2 separate regions of the Sus scrofa genome follow, and region 1 is linked to region 2. A link is a contact called in public Hi-C data. All regions are on one chromosome and are shown on one strand. The core of a region is the stretch at or near the end of the contact, and the rest is flanking DNA. Distances in the headings are between cores, read along the strand shown. Region 1 overlaps NLK (serine/threonine-protein kinase NLK). Region 2 has its middle 20 kb from the start of NOS2.

Evidence for each region. Hi-C and Micro-C count contacts between places; a contact is called where the count stands out from the background.
Region 1: a Hi-C map of liver shows a contact between it and region 2, with 5 times the contacts expected there. The contact joins two enhancer-like sites. A contact is called at or near these places in 1 of 5 promoter capture datasets (fetal liver) and 2 of 47 Hi-C or Micro-C datasets (heart right ventricle and liver).

The regions. Positions count from the first base shown.
Region 1 is chr12:44,546,540-44,549,239 of Sscrofa11.1, forward strand. The region is part of intron 8 of NLK (serine/threonine-protein kinase NLK); the gene reads left to right. Among named protein-coding and RNA genes, the nearest start is that of TMEM97, 56 kb to the right of the region's middle. Within about 2 kb of position 1,417, at least 6 of the 83 cell types and tissues checked have an H3K27ac peak or open chromatin away from gene starts, as enhancers often do. A contact at or near this core is called in liver, where this site is marked.
Region 2 is chr12:44,225,041-44,227,740 of Sscrofa11.1, forward strand. No RefSeq gene overlaps it. Among named protein-coding and RNA genes, the nearest start is that of NOS2, 20 kb to the left of the region's middle. Within about 2 kb of position 1,306, at least 6 of the 83 cell types and tissues checked have an H3K27ac peak or open chromatin away from gene starts, as enhancers often do. A contact at or near this core is called in liver, where this site is marked.

The DNA.
Region 1 (2,700 bases), core at 167-2,666, 320 kb after region 2:
AAAGTACATCGGTTTATGGAGTTCCTGTCATGGCTTAGCAGTGACAAGCCCAGCTAGTATCTGTGAGGATGCAGGTTCGATCCCTGGCCTCACTCAGTGGATTAAGGATCCAGCAATGCCATGGGCTGTGCTGTAGGTTACAGACTCGGCTTGAGTCTGACGCTGCTGTGGCATAGGCTGGCAGCTTACAGTTCTGACTCACCCCTAGCCTGGGAACTTCCATATGCCAAGGGTGTGACCCTAAAAAGACAAAAAAAAAGTACATCAATTTATATTTGTAAAATAGAAATTTTTATCACTCTTATTCAAAACAAGAAGAGCTAGTTTTGATAAAGCAACAAAATCTAGGATAGAAACAGTGTCCATATCTATTACAAATTTTGATTTGTAAGATAAGGAGTTTCTGTCGGGGCTCAGAGGTTAACGAACCTAACTAGTAAACATGATGTGGCAGGTTCAATCCCTGGCCTTGCTCAGTGGGTTAAGGATCCAGCGTTGCCTTGAGCTGCAGATGTGGCTCGGATCCCGAGTTGCTATGGCTGTGGCTTAGGCCAGCGGCTACAGCTCCAGCGTTGCCTTGAGCTGCAGATGTGGCTCGGATCCCGAGTTGCTATGGCTGTGGCTTAGGCCAGCGGCTACAGCTCCGATTGGACCCCTAGCCTGGGAACCTCCATATGCCTCGGGTGCAGCCCTCAAAAGACCAGAGACAAAAAAAAAAGAAAGAAAGAAAGAAAGAAAGAAACAACATGTGATTAACATATCTAGGACAGGAGTTCCCAGGCACAGTGGGTTAAGAATCCAACTGCAGTGGCTTGGGGGAAAAAAAGATTTCTAAGACATAATTATGCACCATTAGGTCCTTCAAAAGAACACTACTATTAAATCTTTGAAATTTTTTACTTTTTTTTCTGAATTTATTAGCGTAACAGTTTTTCTTTTCAGGGTTCATACCTCTTACAAATGACTGTATCCTTTCTTCAGCCTTGTCGCAAAAGTCCCAAAGAGACTTTCGTTTGTTTAGGGAAATGAACGTTGATCATTGCATTTCTAGGGATTTGATTTACTTTTTGTTCAAAGGTTTCTCTTAGGTAAAACACTTGAGAGGCCCCCATACTGGTACACACAGGACGTAAAAACAGAGCATGCCGTCCATAGTTAGAAAAACACCGAAGTCTCTTCAGCTCTGCATCTGAAATTTCAGGAAGTATCACACAGACAAACAAAAAAGACTTAACAGGGGCACCAGATTCCTTCTGTGGTGTCAGCTGACAGGGACCCAGTTTCTGACATCTGCCACCTGACATTAATGACTTCATGGTCATATGATAAAATTAAAACCCAGATTCAGTCACTGCTGCCACCAGCATGGACACGATCAGCCATGCTCAGGCAGAAACAGAAACAGACTTGGCCAGTCACCAGATTTAGTGGACAGAAGCCAAAGAGCTCAATGCCACCTGTGAGACTGGCCGGTGATGCTGAGGATTCAGAGGTGGCCAAGGTGCACTGTCATTTCTTTAGGTTCTGACCTTTACCCCAGTGGAACCTCTAGGAAGAGCTGGACTCATTGAGGAAAAAAAGTTGAGTTGCTAAGTGTGCTAGTGAGTCAGACTTTAGAGGGCTGCATTATCAAACTAATAGTCAGTGAAAGGAACAAATCCAGGGTTAGCAAGTTTACCTTCATCTCTTCATGGTGGATAAACACGGCTTTCTATTGAGATTATCATATCCTGAAAGGTCACGACATGCCTTTCAACATCAGCATAGCGAAAAATCAGAGATAAAGTGGTTTTTTAGGGAATCCAGGTTTATGGGAAATAGTTGAGATTTTGTTATTTGGGGGAATAGAACCAGTTGGAGTGGTCCAGTTATTTTTGGTTTGCGTGCAAACGGTTTTCTTTTTTTTTCAGTTGTGTTATATGACGTGCTGGATCATATTGGAAGCAGGGCAGAGTGTCAGGTTTTGTTCTACTCCACTATCGAGCCATCCTTAAATCCTTTAAAATCCACTTTTTCTCAATAGTGCTTACATGTCCACTGAGTTAAAAGTAGGGACCACTTTCTCCTTTTTTTAATGGAGAAATGAGTTTAGAAGTTCATGGTTTATGTAATCTAAAACTAGTATACTGAACAGTCTGATCTGAAATGCCAGAAAACCCCAGGCTGCTGATATTCACACTGCTGATATCAAAACATGGCCTTCAGGCCATTATCTGTGCCTAACTCCAGCAGCTTTCAGGTAGGCTTTTGCCGTAAGTTGATTTGGTATTCCACCTGTTTGAAGCAGCTTTGTAAAATTGACCCCTTGATCACATCTCTTCTAAATGCTGAGACATGTTTCGAAAATGTAACTGTTATTTAAAATGTAAACATATTCCTTCCAAAGCATTACATATTTAAATGTCCTGATATTTGTCATTTTTGGCCCTGCACAGACTATTTCAAGGTAGGAGCTTTTCAGGATTTAGCAGAAAGTCATTTCTAAGTGCTTTCTGGTGATATGTAGTGGTTTGTAACAGGAGTTTGTCGTCTTAAGGTCATATATTCCCTCTTCTGCTCCATTACCCACCTCTGAACTCAATCTCCCTTCTTCTTCTTACCACCTACAATTATCCCCGTATACAGGATGTACGTAAATTACATATAAACTGTGCAAAGCAGTCACTGTGGCTTGTGAAAGATCCTGTGTGGACAGTCATG
Region 2 (2,700 bases), core at 56-2,555:
CTTTTTGAGGAACAGCCCTAAAGTCTTCCAAAGGGGCTGTTCCATTTGACTTGCCCACCAGCAGTGTCTGAAGGTTCCAATTCCTCCACATTCTTGTCAACCCTAGTTATTGCCTTTTTCACTATGGCTTCCTAGTGGGAATGCAGTAGTCAATGCACTTTTAATGAATGAACAAATGACTAGTTAATGGATGGATGGATGGATGGATGGATGTGTGGAAGCTGATGCCAGTCCCTGAGCTCTGAGATCTAATTTTGGTGGGAGAGTCTGCTCCCTGCTCTCTGGGGGCCGGCACCCAGTGGGGACATGGCAATCTGCAGCATGCCCCCCACTGTGGTTCCAGACACCAAATCTGCCTTGGTCCTGGATGGCTCAAAGCTTGCAGGCAGCCTGGACTCCCCTGGGCCCGTTTCTGGATGGGACTAGCTCTGTAACCCCTCTGGCCCTCAGTTTCCTCTTCTGTGCCATGGAAACAATAAAGCCCCCTCCTGTGGGATAACTGTAGGATGGGGAGGGGTGCACGTAAATGGTTTGCACAGGGCACAGTACATGGTGGGTGTTGTCCTTTCCCAGTTTGTTTTCTCAGCAGTCTGCTCGACATGGGCATAAATGTCACTCCACTAATTAACTACTGGAAAAGAGCTTGTGAAGAGGGGGGCAGTGGAAAGGGTGGGGGGAGGGAGAAAGCAAGAGGTTTATAGATGCCAGGAAACTGCAGTGGGGGCAGCCCCCAGTCACAGAGTAGGGGGTGGCGCAGACAATCCCAAGAGGATTATCACAGGCCTCAAAAGGACTTGTCCTCCCAGCCATTTGTGTCCCCAAGCACACGCTGGCTTTCCAGATCCATGAACCCTCTATTCAGGCCCTTGAGGGGCAATGGGGGACTTGGGGGTGGGGGGCATCTGAGCAGTGCTGATTTGAATTCAACTGCAGGTCTGTGGGCAAACCTCACGGAAAATCTATCCAGATCCCAAGACCAAGGATGGCAAATGGGTTTTAGCTGTTGTGCCAACTTTTTTTTGGCTGCAGCTGTGGCATGTGGAAGTGCCGGGTCCAGGGATCGAAACTGCGCCACAGCAGTGACCACGCTGGATCCTTAACCCATTGTGCCATACGGAAATTTCTGCCATGCCAACCTTCACAGGTAAGTAATGACTCCTCACAGCCTCAGAGCAAGAAGGATTTTAAAGTTCTGTACTTTAGGGCTCAGTAGGAAAAAGTAGCCATATCTGCCCCTGGCATAGGAGTGGGGTATGGTGAGGGCAATGACCCATTCTGACTGTTCTAACCAATGGAAGGTGAGCTCTCGGTTGGAGAGTTTCTATTTCACCTATGTTGTTGGTTGGAGCGGTTTAAAGGTCAGGTGAGAAAGAGGAGAGATTCAAACAAATTGCTGAAATGACTTGGGCGGTGGCAGCCACAGCTTCTGGCTCACAGCTCAAGCTGCCCTCCAGGGTGTATGGGAAAGTGGAGCAGATGCTGTCACTACCGCACAGGGAGGCCACAAGTGCCTTCAGAGCCAGGCCCGGTTCTGAGAGATCCTCGGTTCATCTGAGTGACTCCCGAAGAGCTGGTTCCCTGGTTCCATGTAACATGGAGCCACACAGCTCACAGGGCTGCTGTTTAAGTGGCCAGATGATCTATGGGCCCTGATCAAGAAAGTACAGATGCATGTCAGGGAAATATATGCTCTCAGCTTTCCTGGAAGAGAAAACTGAAACATGCAATGGATGGGGACAGATGGAGAAAACGCACAGAAACAGAGGCAGCTTTGTGACTGCGACTTTGGTCCGGGCCCTTGTTTTATCTGTAATGCTATATTAATTGTTTGTTCTATCTTTTTTTCTAAAGAGTCGCACCCACAGCATATGGAGGTTCCCAGGCAAGGGGTCGAATAGGAGCTACAGCTGCCAGACTACACCACAGCCACAGCAACGTGGGATCTGAGCTACATCTGGGACCTACAGCACAGTTCATGGCAACACCGGATCCTTAACCCACTGAGTGAGGCCAGGGATCGAACATACATCCTCATGGATACTAGTCTGGTTCTTAACCTGCTGAGCCACAATGGGAACTTCTAATTGTTTTGTCATTAGTCCCTAATTCCCAGTCAGAGGGATTCCCGGAAGCATCAGGTTATCTGCCCTGGCCCCGCCCTTTCTGAGGGGTTTCCTGGGCCTGTTTCCCTGCTGTGTGTCACATGACCCCTCCTACAGGACAAGGGTGGGCACATCACCCTGGGGCAGCCAGTGGCCTCAGAGGTGACCTGGGGGACTGTCTGCCTCTGAGGGTTTGAACTGGAGGCAACGGAGCCTCAGTTGAGAGCCGAGCAGACCTCCAGAAGACCCCCAGAGAGAAGGCAGAAAGTGGAAGGCAGAGGGCAGGGGAAGCGGTGAGTAAGCAGGATGCCCTGGCCAGACACAACTGCATTCGGGGTCCCCAACTCTCCCCAGGCAGTGTGACTGCAGCCATGTGGCCCAGCTTCCCAGCTTCCTTATTGCCCAGGATATTCTCCAACAAACTCTTACTCTCCAGAGGAGCCTACATGAGGGGCTTGCATTTTTGCAGCGCCTAACATGGGTACTACTGCTTTATTGAGGAAGTCTCCTATTCCACAGAAAAATGAAAGCGAATGTTCACCAGGGATTGAGGAAGGAGAGGATAAGGTGATATGCTGGAAAGTCCCCAGCATTGCAT